Linked DNA regions of Oryctolagus cuniculus: region 2 is linked to region 1. A link is a contact called in public Hi-C data. All regions are on one chromosome and are shown on one strand. Each heading gives the region's core, a stretch centred on a gene start, on an enhancer-like site or on the middle of the called end of the contact. The rest is flanking DNA. Distances are from core to core; before and after follow the strand shown.

The links. Hi-C and Micro-C count contacts between places; a contact is called where the count stands out from the background.
Region 2: a contact with region 1 is called in a Hi-C map of skin fibroblasts, with 2.6 times the contacts expected there. The contact joins the enhancer-like site here to the promoter of ZEB2 in region 1. A contact is called at or near these places in 2 of 6 Hi-C or Micro-C datasets (skin fibroblasts and an unstated tissue).

What each region holds. Positions count from the first base shown.
Region 1 is chr3:97,909,514-97,915,280 of mOryCun1.1, forward strand. ZEB2 (zinc finger E-box binding homeobox 2) reads left to right here and starts at 1,702. Exons shown (of 9, transcript XM_070070969.1): 1 at 1,702-1,969; 2 at 4,608-4,749. The coding sequence starts at 4,677. LOC108176842 (a long non-coding RNA gene) reads right to left here and starts at 3,527. Exons shown (of 3, transcript XR_011387303.1): 1 at 3,357-3,527; 2 at 1,799-1,949; 3 at 1,182-1,694.
Region 2 is chr3:98,551,024-98,557,057 of mOryCun1.1, forward strand. It overlaps GTDC1 (glycosyltransferase like domain containing 1), which reads left to right. Exons shown (of 9, transcript XM_070070977.1): 9 at 3,880-4,997. The coding sequence ends at 3,976. Among named protein-coding and RNA genes, the nearest start is that of GTDC1, 430 kb to the left of the region's middle. Within about 2 kb of position 3,983, at least 1 of the 8 cell types and tissues checked has an H3K27ac peak or open chromatin away from gene starts, as enhancers often do.

The sequences.
Region 1 (5,767 bases), core at 452-2,951:
CTGGGAGTGTGGATGTGGCAACCCATGTGGTGGCTTTTCCCTCTTTTGAGTGCAATTGCTAGTGACTCTTGCATTCAAAGTCTTGCTTTAGGCACACATTCAAAGCACAGTTCAAAGCAGTTTATCTTAATATAAGTAAAAGTCTAGTGTTGGATCAGGGTATTATTTGTTTCAGATTTCATCAGACTGAAAACAGAGGGCTGTAACATATTGAACAGTATTAACAGCGGAAAAATTGGTGTGAGACAGCTCTGTGTGCTCTTCCCACCTTCACCTTACTTTTCTAAGGAAGCCCAAAATATGTGGGATTGGAAGTTTATTTGTGCTTTGAGGTTCTAAAGTACTTTCACTCTTAAAAAAAAAAAAAAAAAAAAGCCTCCCAGGACTTTAAGAAATTGAGCCTGAACCATCGGAGGCTAAGAGATTTCTTCCTTTTCCGATAAATGCTTGTGTGCAGCATCCTCAAATTTGGCTGTCTTTATTTACTTCTATATTAGTTCCAATTATGTGCAGTGTAAACCAGCTTTTTGATGAACAAAACAGCAGAGCATTGGTTAAGAACACTTAAACTTCAAAAAAAAAATTCCCCTGGGAAGTGGGCTCTGAATTGGTTAATAATGTGCAGTACTTGCTAAATTGCTGACTTCCAGATGTGGAAAATATCTTTCTTGTTTAGGACCTATGTAACCTGATTGGATTACGACAGAAGCGTCACGTTGGAAGCTTTTGAGTGATTATTTAATTAACCATACAGTAGAAAGCTGTATTCTCCAGGAAATCCCTTCCATATTTGCATAACCAATCCCTTCAGAGCAAAGGTGGAGTCTTTTCTTTTTAATTTTACTTTAATTGCAATATCAAAAAAAAGTACTCCAAAACTCAGACCCCATGTCGTTTAATATCCCGCTCTCCCTTCCCTGCTAAGTTCCTCTATGGCCTTTCTCTTTTTCCTCCTTCCTCCCTACACACACTCTCTCACTTTGTAGTAAGGTCTCGGTGAGATGTAGAGAGACTCAAAGATCAGTCAACCCAGTGCTCTATGTTAATTTACTTAGAGACCCTTCATTAAAATGCCAAACTACTTTTAAATATTGGGTTCCAATCCCAATCACACACACACATACACACACACACCCCCTAAGATTCAGTTCACATACAGCATTTCTCCCCCTAGCTCTGGCTTTTTTTTTTTTTTTTTTTTTTTAATTTAAGAGAAAGGATAAAGCCGTGCTAAGATACTCATGCTATTAGATGTGCATCTCAAATCTGGTCACTTAAGCTATCTGCACAAGAAGAGGCAATATAGATTGAGGACCCGGGATCTTTCCCTTTAACTTTCGCCCCTCGGAGTTCTCCAGTTCTGTGAATGGTGTGCACCGTTTTCCGCCCTGTACTCTGTAGGATTTAGTGATGAGGATAATGATGCCAAAGGCTGGGGGGGGGGGGGGGGGCGTGGAGAAGGGAGGGAGGGAGGGAGGGAGGCGAGAGGGAGGGAGAGAGGAAGGGAGGGAGGTGGAATTTCATTTCTTCCACTAAAGCGTTTGCGGAGACTTCAAGGTATAATCTATCCCAGATCCTTTCCCAGAGAGAAACTTGGCGATCACGTTTTCACATGATGCTCACGCTCAGGGCGCTTCAATTATCCCTCCCCACAAAGATAGGTGGCGCGTGTTTCAGGGTCTCTCCTCTCTCTCCTACAGAAAAGAAAAAGAAAAAAATGTCATTAGAAGAGGCGTAACACGTCAGTCCGTCCCCAGGTTTGTGTTTCCTGGAGTGGCCGAAAGAGATCAGTTCTAACCTGCTCCGCAGGAATAACGGTCCTGCCTCCCGACACTCTTGGCGAGGTTTTGTGCAGTTTACTCCGGGAGCTGTTTCTTCGCTTCCACCTTTTTCTCCCCCACACTTCGCGGCTTCTTCATGCTTTTTCTTCTCACCATTTCTGGCCAAAACTACAAACAAGACTTCGCAGGTAGGTTTTTTTCCCCTCCTTTTTTCCCCTCTTTTTATCCTTTTTTTGGTGTGCTCGTCACCCATCCTCCTTTCTAATGCTCTCATTTTGAGTGGGGATGTGAGTGTGAAGTGAGAGGGGTGTCTGTGGGTAGGAATTTCAGGTGGGTGAAGTCTTTTATGGCGTGCTTTTCCCAAGAGTGGCTTCCTCGCTTTTTCTCTCACACTCTCGCTCAGTCTCCTTCCTTTTCTCTCCTTTTTGTCCCCCGCCCAAAATAATTTGCCCTGTACCTGTCCATTCAGGTAACCAAAGGTGCCTTTTGCTACCCTGCCTAGGAAAAGTTTTTTTGGGGAACTGTATGGCTGAAATAAAAACTCGTCCAAGGGAAAGCTTCTGCTGTATTTTTGCATCTACTTCCAAATCATTATAGTCAGTAATTAAAACTTGGCAAATACCTGTTAATAATTACAAAACTTGATCGATGCAAACCTACCAAATTTCGGGGGCCAGTCTTGCTGTTAGACATGGCAGTGCTGCCTCTCCCACCGGGGAAGGCTGTTTTCTAAGCAGAAAGTTGCCTGTTTTTGTCTGCTTAGCGAGTTTCATTTCTTTATTTCATTCTGTGTGTGTGTATGTGTGTGAAGTAACACCTCACTTCTGTGATAATAAATAAAGAAGTGAAAGTCCTCATGGAACTTGAGTCCTTTACCAAAGTGGAAGGGGGGGGCTCACTACAGCTGGGAAGAAAAGTACTTCAGGATATCTGGGTTTTAAATAAGCCTAACTTTTGAAATTGTATTTTAAATGGCAAAGTCTCATAGCCATAGATTTAATAGGAGACACACATACACACATATATCCCATTCTACACTTTGGCACTGGAAAGTCGAGGGAGAGATAGCAGGAGTTCCCAGGAAGAGTGGTGAGCCCTGCGAACATGAATGTGTTTATCTTCCACCTTCTCATATATTTTACATGCTCCTCCTGTAATGAGGAGGGCACGATTGCTAACTCCAGAGTTAGGAATAACAGGCAAAGATAAAGTTTATAGCACAAATGCCCTGTCTCTCCCTCACACACCCATGCTCATAAAGCTAACAACTTACTTTATTAAACATGTATTTATATTCAATCGCGTGTAAGTCTCAGCATGAATACAGACAGGCCAGCTGCTTGGTCCCAGACACTTGTGTGACCATTTCTTTATTTCAGGATTCCTCTCCCCCACCCTCACCCCAATTTCAACTCAACAGGACAGGCAAGAAATGATAAAATGTGTCAAACTTCAATGAAACGTCTCCTACTGTATATGCTTAGGTAAATTTAAGGTGCTTTCTGAAACATCCACTTCCCCTTCTCTCCGCACCCCCCCTCCCCTCTCAGCAAACGTGTGGAAACTGATACTCACTTTCCAGGTTTTCCGCAAAGCTGCTCGCACAGGAGACAATAGGTGCGGGGCGTGGGGACCGAGTGTGCTCGGCAGAGAAAGGGTTAATGGCCCTTGTGTTACAGTTTGCATCTGTTACATCTTTTATAGCCCCCTGTTTAAACTAATCCTGGAGGCACAGCATCTTCCCAACCTCCACCGAGTTTCAGGATTCTCCTCCTCTGCTGCCTGCCTCCGAGTCCCCTTTCTCCAAGTTTTGACAGTTTCAGCTGAAAACATGCAGCGCCTCTCTCGATTTTTAGGTACAAAAGTTTCGAAGCCAGAAAGGATACGATCATTTAGGACAGCTTAAAAGTCTTGCCGTGCTGGTTGGACTTTCTCTTTCCTTTCTTGGGGGGGGGGGGGGGGGAGAAAAAGCAACATTTCTGCTGGAACTATTTATGGGAACCAGCGTGGGGGAGTATGTGTGCGAGTGAGGTGGGGGCAAATACTTAAGCAAATATTGTCAAAGTGGCGGGGTGGGGGGGGGAGGGACGGTGTCCAAAGAGGCTTATAATTATATTTCTTATTGCGGCGGAGAATGGGAAATCTTAATTTGGGGGCAGAGGGCTGGGGGAGGAAGAGACGGTGCCTCGCTGAACTCTGAGAGGAGAGGGAAGGGGAGGGGGCGCGGGGCGAGTGGGCTTCCTATAATTACTATTATCAATTTGCCCGAGTGTTCTTCATCCAGGGGCTGTTTCGCGTTGTTTGTTTGTTTCTTTCTTTCCTCTCGGGAAATGGGGCGGCGGGGGGCGGGGGGGTGGCGGTGGCGGTGGCGGTGGCGGTGGTGGCGGCGGTGGCGGTGGTGGTGGTGGCGGTGGGAGAGAATGAGGAAAGATGAGAGCGAAAGAAAGCCTCGCCTCACCCCAAGTTCCCGAGCCGGGCTGAGCACTTTTCGGAGCAAAGGGTCCGCCTAGCCCTGGGTCGGGCAGTCTTACTGTACCGCCGTGTGCATTCCCTCATACGGTCAGGAGTTATGACTCATTTCGAAGATGTAATTCTTGTCTCTGTGATCCCCTCGCGGGTGCAACACACCAAACAGTAACAAACACAAAGCGCCGCAGGGCCACGGCTGGGGGCGGGGGGCGGGGAGGGGGCCGCCGAAGTTTCGCTTTGGCGTTGGGGGGCGCGGATGGGTGCTCGCCGGGGCCCTGGCCCGGCTCCCCGGGGCGGCCCGCGCGCGTTTCAATGGGCGCGGGCGATGCCCACATTGTCGCTGTGTTTGGTTGCTAGATCGAGCCTGCGTGCTGCCGAAGCAGGGCGCCGAGTCCATGCGAACTGCCATCTGATCCGCTCTTATCAATGAAGCAGCCGATCATGGCGGATGGCCCCCGGTGCAAGAGGCGCAAACAAGCCAATCCCAGGAGGAAAAACGGTAAGAAGCGGCCCGAACCAAACTTTTCCGGGCCACTCCGCGGCTCCAGACCCAGGGAGAAGGAGGGGGAAAGGGAAAAGGAACCGAGGCGGCGGCGGCGGCGGCGGCTGCGCCCGGGGCTCGCGGGCGAGCCTCCCTCCGCGGCCGGCGCCGGAGCCCGGCGCGCGCGCGCGGCGGCCGGACCCGGGGGGAGTTGGGGAAGTGCGGGGCAAAGTGAGCGTCGGGCGCCCGGGGGGCTCCGAGCGCCGGGGTCCGGCCGCAGTCCCGCGCCCCCAGCCCCGCGCCCCTTCGCGCTCCCGCCTCCGCCCTCCCTCCGCCTCCGCCTCCCGCTCCGCTCGCGCTCGGCCGGCCCGCTGGGTCCCCGGCCCGGCTGCGGGAGTGTCCGGCGAGGGCAGGGCGGGGGCTTGGGCGCCAGGTCGCGCAGGATCCCGGGGCGGAGGCGAGGGTGGCAGCGGGACCGCAAGGGCGGAAGAGAGGACCCGGGGCTTCGTCTTAGTGAGGCTTAAAGTTTCTTGCCGGAGTCGCCCGGCCGCCTCTCCGTGCGCCAAGTAACGGTCCGCGGGCAGCGGGGCCCGGTCCGGCGCGCCCGGACCCCAGGGTGGGGTGGGAGGGACTCGGCCGGCCCTGCTCGGGGTCCGGGGTCGGTGCGGGTCGGGCACGGTGTGGGGGGGGCTCCTCTCCCGCAGGCGCTGGTCCCCGCGCTGGGGGCTGGGGGAGTCGCAGGGCGCTGCGAGACTTTTTCCGGGCAGTCTGTACATGGCCAGGAGGAGCCCGTTATCCAGGCTGAGTCAGGAAGGAGGAAGGCGATGGGGGTGCGAAGGGGACACACAGACACACACTGGGGGTGGGAGATGCAAGGCGGGTGACAGTTTAGTAGGTCCCTCGTGGAGCGAGCCAGAGAAGCTACGAGAGAGCGAGAGAGAGAGCGAGCGAGCGAGAGAGACCCCCCTAGGTATTACCCCAAACAAAATCGTGGGAATAAAAGAGAAAAGTGATTGGCAAGAGCGCCGAAGGCGCC
Region 2 (6,034 bases), core at 2,733-5,232, 640 kb after region 1:
TTACGTAGTGATACATCAAAACATGACTTTGTTTCTGCAGGAAACAGTTAAACTTCAAGAAAAAGGGAGAGAACCAAAAATGCAATTTAACACCCAATTTCAAGCTCATTATCTTTCATTGTCTATTAACTTGGCAATGGTTCAGAAGGTAGCTCATAATAGTTTAAAATGCTGACTGAACAGTTCCAGGCTGCAGTATTACTCCTTGAGTCAATACCACTGTGTTGTGTACATGGGAAGCGTCACAGAGAAACTGTCCCCCAAGATTGACCTTCAGGTTTCCTAATCTTAAAAGTTCAGTAGCAGTGTTGATTGTATAAAATATTAAATTGCCCCCCACGTGATAATCTGTCAAAATATGCAGATTATGAAAATTGAGGAAATAGAATATTAGTACAAGTGGATCCATTTTCTGCATGTGACACTAAGCTACTTTCCATAATTTCATAGTCACATTATCGTCTTTTCCCATTCAGGTGAATTTTTGGTGAAATATATTTGCAGCTCTTAATGTTATACCCCTGGTATTCTGCATCTGCAAATTTTTAACCATTTCAAAAGTTACTGCAACAAGTTGTCTCCAGTAAGAAAAGAAAGCAGATCTCTAGTTGAAATATTTAATGGAGCTACTGCCATAACATAGTTATAATTATCTATTTTACAAACAATTCCTGGAAAAATTCTGAAAGAATGTCAGCTTAGTGGTATGCTGTTAATATACCAAATTGTTCCTTGTACATCTTAAAAGACACCCTCTGTCTTAAATGTTATTTCATTGAACCATTGCATGTTAATATTTATAAATATTTTTATTTGAGTATCATAACAGGTTCCATCTCAAAGTTATATAAATTAATAATTCATGTATAAGCATTTATAAAAGTTTACATGTATAATTCATTTTAAGTATTTTCTATCATTGAGTTTTTTCTTATAAACTGTAATATGCTTTCACATACATCCTCATTTGCACATCTCAGTGATATTACAATTAAAAATTAAACTCAAAAATTAATAAATTTCCAAAAATTGGAAGTAATGAAAAATATATATGACTCAAATTATTAGGAAAACCTGACAGAGTATAAGGCATTGAGTTACAATTGTGGGCAGGACCACAGATTTAGTTTGTTGTAATAGGTTTTATAGTCAAAACAAATAAAGAATGCCTTCTAAACCTTTATAATTGAAATATAATAAGTGGTGATATTTTTTCACCTTATATTTTAAAAACAAACATTTCCAGGTAAAATTTGTTTTCAGTGAATACCAGAGAATTAGTTCCTCCAAGGCAGCATTTTTTAATCTACTTTTCTCATGCAATGGAAGAGAATCTTTCATATTTACTGTGAAGAGAATGTTGGGGTTTATTTTTAGACTTATTCTATTGGACAGTACTGGTTTGCTTTTATAAAACATATGCTTCTAAGATCTACAAGGATAGAATGTCACTGAATTCCTTAATTTGTTCCTTTTACATTTTTACACCTTACTCTTTTTTTGTTAGAAGTTTACATTTTAAGATCATTTCAATTTCTTATCATATAGAGTTCACTTTAGGATAGAATTTTTCATATGGATTCACACTTAGAAATTTAATGACTAGAATAAGGCTACTAACACTTGGCTTACTTCTCACATGAGACATTATACTTTCAATATGAGTGAGAGTTTGGGGGCTATAACTTGAAGCAGGATTTGAAACAGCATGTTAGGAACTCAAAAGCAGAAAACAGAATTTACTTTTTCTCTTAAAGTGGCTTCTGCTACAGCACACCATGTCTGTGGCTTCTCACCTGAAACGGTTTTAGGTCTGAAAGGTTTATGTTCCTCACATGCGTGAACATACACGCTCTCTCTTTGTCTCTTTCACAGATTTTTCGTAGCATCTTCAGGGAAATCCACTGCATGCAAAAATTAAATGTGTGTTAGTAATTTTAAAAATAGAAGATGATTTTGTTAATTTTTTAAAAAATCTAAAATGACTTCTTTAAGAGTTCACAGCCACAGTTGAGTAATTGGCTGTGATTTCTTGCACTGTCAGGACACATCTTCTTGTAAGTAAGCAGATGGCTTGACCACATAGTTGGGACACAGAAAAAATCTGTGTGACTGCATCCACAATAGTGAGCTCTTTGGTGACTCCTGAACATAATTGGAATACAGGTTTCTAGAAGTAACCATAAAATAATCAGCCAAGTATTGACATCTTACACCAGCAATAATTTTCCCTTTCCAGCTCAAGCAAATCTAGTTCATGAAATGAAAATTTTGATCTCACTTTTACTGTGTGAATTTACTTACCAAAAGTTTCCAACAACTATTTGATATTAGTACTCCATGCTTTTAGAGGGCCTTTCTTCATTACATTTGAAAATCCTTTAGGAAAAAAAAATGTATGGGTAGTCCCTTGTTAATAGTGTTGAAAACAGGACAAGAATATAAACGGGGCAGTTGTATAAGGTTGACACTGCCTGGACTAACAGAAAAGATCCTTCCCATCCTTTTTCTCATTTACTTTCATTTACACATGGAGCCACAGTCTATGTGAAAGACGAGATGGTATTCTTTCTCTTGGCTTTCAATGTGACTTGGAGCTTCTTAAGGTTTTTTCAGATGATAGCTGCTGACTCTTATTTTGTACTTTGCAAATTCCTCAACATTCAAGGCACTTCATAACCTGCTGTTATTTGGAGGAGAAAAGAATTTTTAGATTTCTGTCTAAAACTAATTCCAAACAATGATTAAGCTTACAATTCCAACTCAATGCCCAGAAAAGCCATTTGTGGTTGTTTTAATTATGTTAGGCTATATCTGCTGGAACCACAGCCAACCCACTTGAAGTTTCCTTCAAGAGTCTGGTCAAATTATAGCCCCCTTTTAAATTCATCTTATACTCTCCTTAGATGCGAAGAAGGTGTTGCTCATTGGTGTTAACTCCCCTCCCAAGTCCTTACTTTTTCCTTAAAAATGAAAACTTAAATCCTTATAACCATTTTAAAAAGTCTAAAATCTCTCAACTGCACCAGCACAATTACAATCAAATTCTCAATGTTAATCAATCTCTCTCTCTCTCTCTCTCTCTCTCTCTCTGTTTCCACTCTTCCCTCTCTTCTGCTTCTCTTCTTTTCTCCCTTCCTTCCTCACTTCCTCCCATAATTTGGTTTGCTTTTCCCTTAATTTGTCTAAATAAAATAAAAGCAAAAATTCCTTTAGCACAATAGATATGCTTTGGCTGATTAAGATCTGTTGGAGGATTTGGCTTCTCATCTTTCTCCGCTACTCATTTGCAGCCTGGCTGTAGGTGATTTTCTTAGGCTCTCTGTGATTCATCCTTAAACCTGGAAGAATTTTTTTCTTTAATCTTCATAGCATTTCCATCCTGAGGTCCTGCTATAATGTAATAATGAATATGAACCCATTTGTAAACATGAAGTGCTTTATGAATTCCACATAGTAGTAATGGCATTTATCTTGTGTCTTCCCCACTTAATAGTAAAATTCACATTAGCAAAACATGTATGAAGAGTGTTGCATATCTTGTGTTTATAAAAGTTAAAAGTTGGATGATAAACTTCTAATAGCTGTCAGCTGTAACATAAACCAGGAAGTCTGTGTGGGGCAGAATGTACCCATTTGCAAAAAAAAAAAAAAAGAACAAACCAGTAGCTTTCTCCCATGGTTAGAAATAGAGTGACACTTTAAACCAATCAGAAACTGGGATTTCCCGAAGTGCTGAAACTCGAGAACCATTTACTTGGTGGCTTTTTGTAATATAATTGACGCAAGTGATGCAGATTTGCAATATGAATTTTCAACATTCTTTGGTCTTTCAGTGCTTAATGTTTCTTTCTCATCTCTCCCTCCCCCTTGTTGCAGGGTGAAATGGCTCCATTTTCCTGGGCAGCCCTGCATGGTAAATTCAGGTCTCTGCTTACAACAGAACCTAGGGAAGATTTGTGACAGATGGGGCTAAGTCACAAACTTGCAGCCTAAGGCAGAATCTGAAGAACTTTCCAGAGTGTGCCCATATTTACCTGATCAGAGAGAAAAGAAAATCTGCAGAGGAAGCTGAGCCTGGCTGCTTGTCATAGCTGACACGGAGCCATCTGCCACAAACCTGTGGCAGCTTCAGATCTCCAATCCCTGCCACCACCCCAACCCAAATTAAATACAGATTCCTAGAGACGCTATGATGGTTACACATGTCCTCGGCATCACATGTAGGAGACTGTTCAAAAAAAAATATGTGGCCTGTTGTATAACCGCACTCATGTATCCCATATGTGGTGCCACATTGAATTTCCGGTTGAATCCGTTTTTATCCTTTGTACTGGATGACATGGTGCCTGAATTCTTTCTTTTCGCCGACACGATGGCAGCCAAACTGCAGCTTCAAACACTCACACTTGGCTGGGTTTCTACCTAGGTTGCCAGGTTATCATCGGAGCCCTCTTGTGTCCTCAGAGGGCCACCGGGCCTGGAAGGAGGATCAGAATGCTGCCGGACTAATTGGGCAGCCATCTCGGAATGGTTTGTGGGCAAAGGGCTGCTTTAGCACTTTTCTTTTAGCAAATTAATGACTCTCCGGCACAGGGGTTTTTAAGCGAAGGTATTAATAAGGGGTCTGGCAGGTATTCCCATGATTCACAGAGTTACATTTGCATTTAATTAATCTCAAAGAAAGTTGCAAGATAAACAGCTGTAATTCGGACAAACATGGCAAATACAGTAAGAGGGGCCATCCCGCCCATAAAATGAACACTGAGGTAATTGTTTTAATTTTTTTTGAGGCATTAAAAGTAGAGAATTCAAAATACTTCTCACAAAACTAGTAATTTTGATTAAAAAAAAATTCTCAGAAGTGTTTGTATCCAGCTTGAAATATGATCTTTTCCAGATAAATCACTTAAATTCCAATAGTCAAGCTGCTATTTTTGTTGATTTAAAGATGTTTTGAATGGGTATATGGCAAAATAAATTTTTAATAAACTGTCCACTGCAGTGTTTAATTAGCATATTCAGTTAGGTAGAAGTGTGTACATCTATCTGTATGTTTCTCGCTGAGGGTTTTCTTTGTGTCAGAGACAACGAATACAATTGTTTCCTTTCCGGATGAACAAGGATCTGTTTTGCAAATGTTTGTAAGATATTATGACATTTCCAAGATTTTCTTTGCATTCTGGAAAGCAGGAGGTAAACATTTGTAGTCATTAAGGTAAAGTCTGTTGATAAACCGTCTTCTGTTTACTGACAGGTAAATTGTAACTTTCTTAGCTTTTGAAATGAATAACTTCTATACACTGCAGAGTGAGGAGCAGTAGGGAAAGGTGGCTAGCCAAGGCCCAAGCCTGGCTCTCTGGCTTCTACAAGGATTGAGTGATCTAGCAGACATCCCCACGTTGAGTGAACAATGTCTCAGATATCCAGTAGGGCCCATTTCACAGGTAGCAAAATCGAAAGCAGGCACAAGGTCAAGGTTAGAGAGCCATGCACAGCCCTAGGGATAGGGGCAGTCTTGCAGATCACAAGAGGCAGTTCAGAGTCCATGAGGCCTGGGACTCTGAAGATAGAAAGTGTAAGAAGTGGAAACAACAAGCTCTACCTTGGAACAGAAACTCCTCTCCCCAGCCAGCCTGAGATCCGTCACATAGGATGGGCCACCACAGCACTGGCTTCGGCTCAAGCCTCTGAACAAACTTCTCCCTCACCCATAGAACAAAGGGCTCGGGAACGCTTATGGAAGCGCCTGCCAGTCAACTGAAGCCTGAGGAACTTGGCTTCTAGCAGAGGTGCTCCTTTTGAGAGCAAAACCAAAGATATGACTGTAAACAAGAAGTTCTCAGGCACTTCTTCTGGGGCAGGGTTACACTTCATGCCCTCTGCTGAGGTGGGTCAGACTAGTCAATTTGCTTCAGTCACCGAGGTACAATGTCACGGATGATGTCTTCTCAAGATAATATTACAATCTGACAGCAGAGATTCCTTTCCAAGGTTTTCTGTCCTGAAAACAGTGGGCTCACGTTTCATAGTG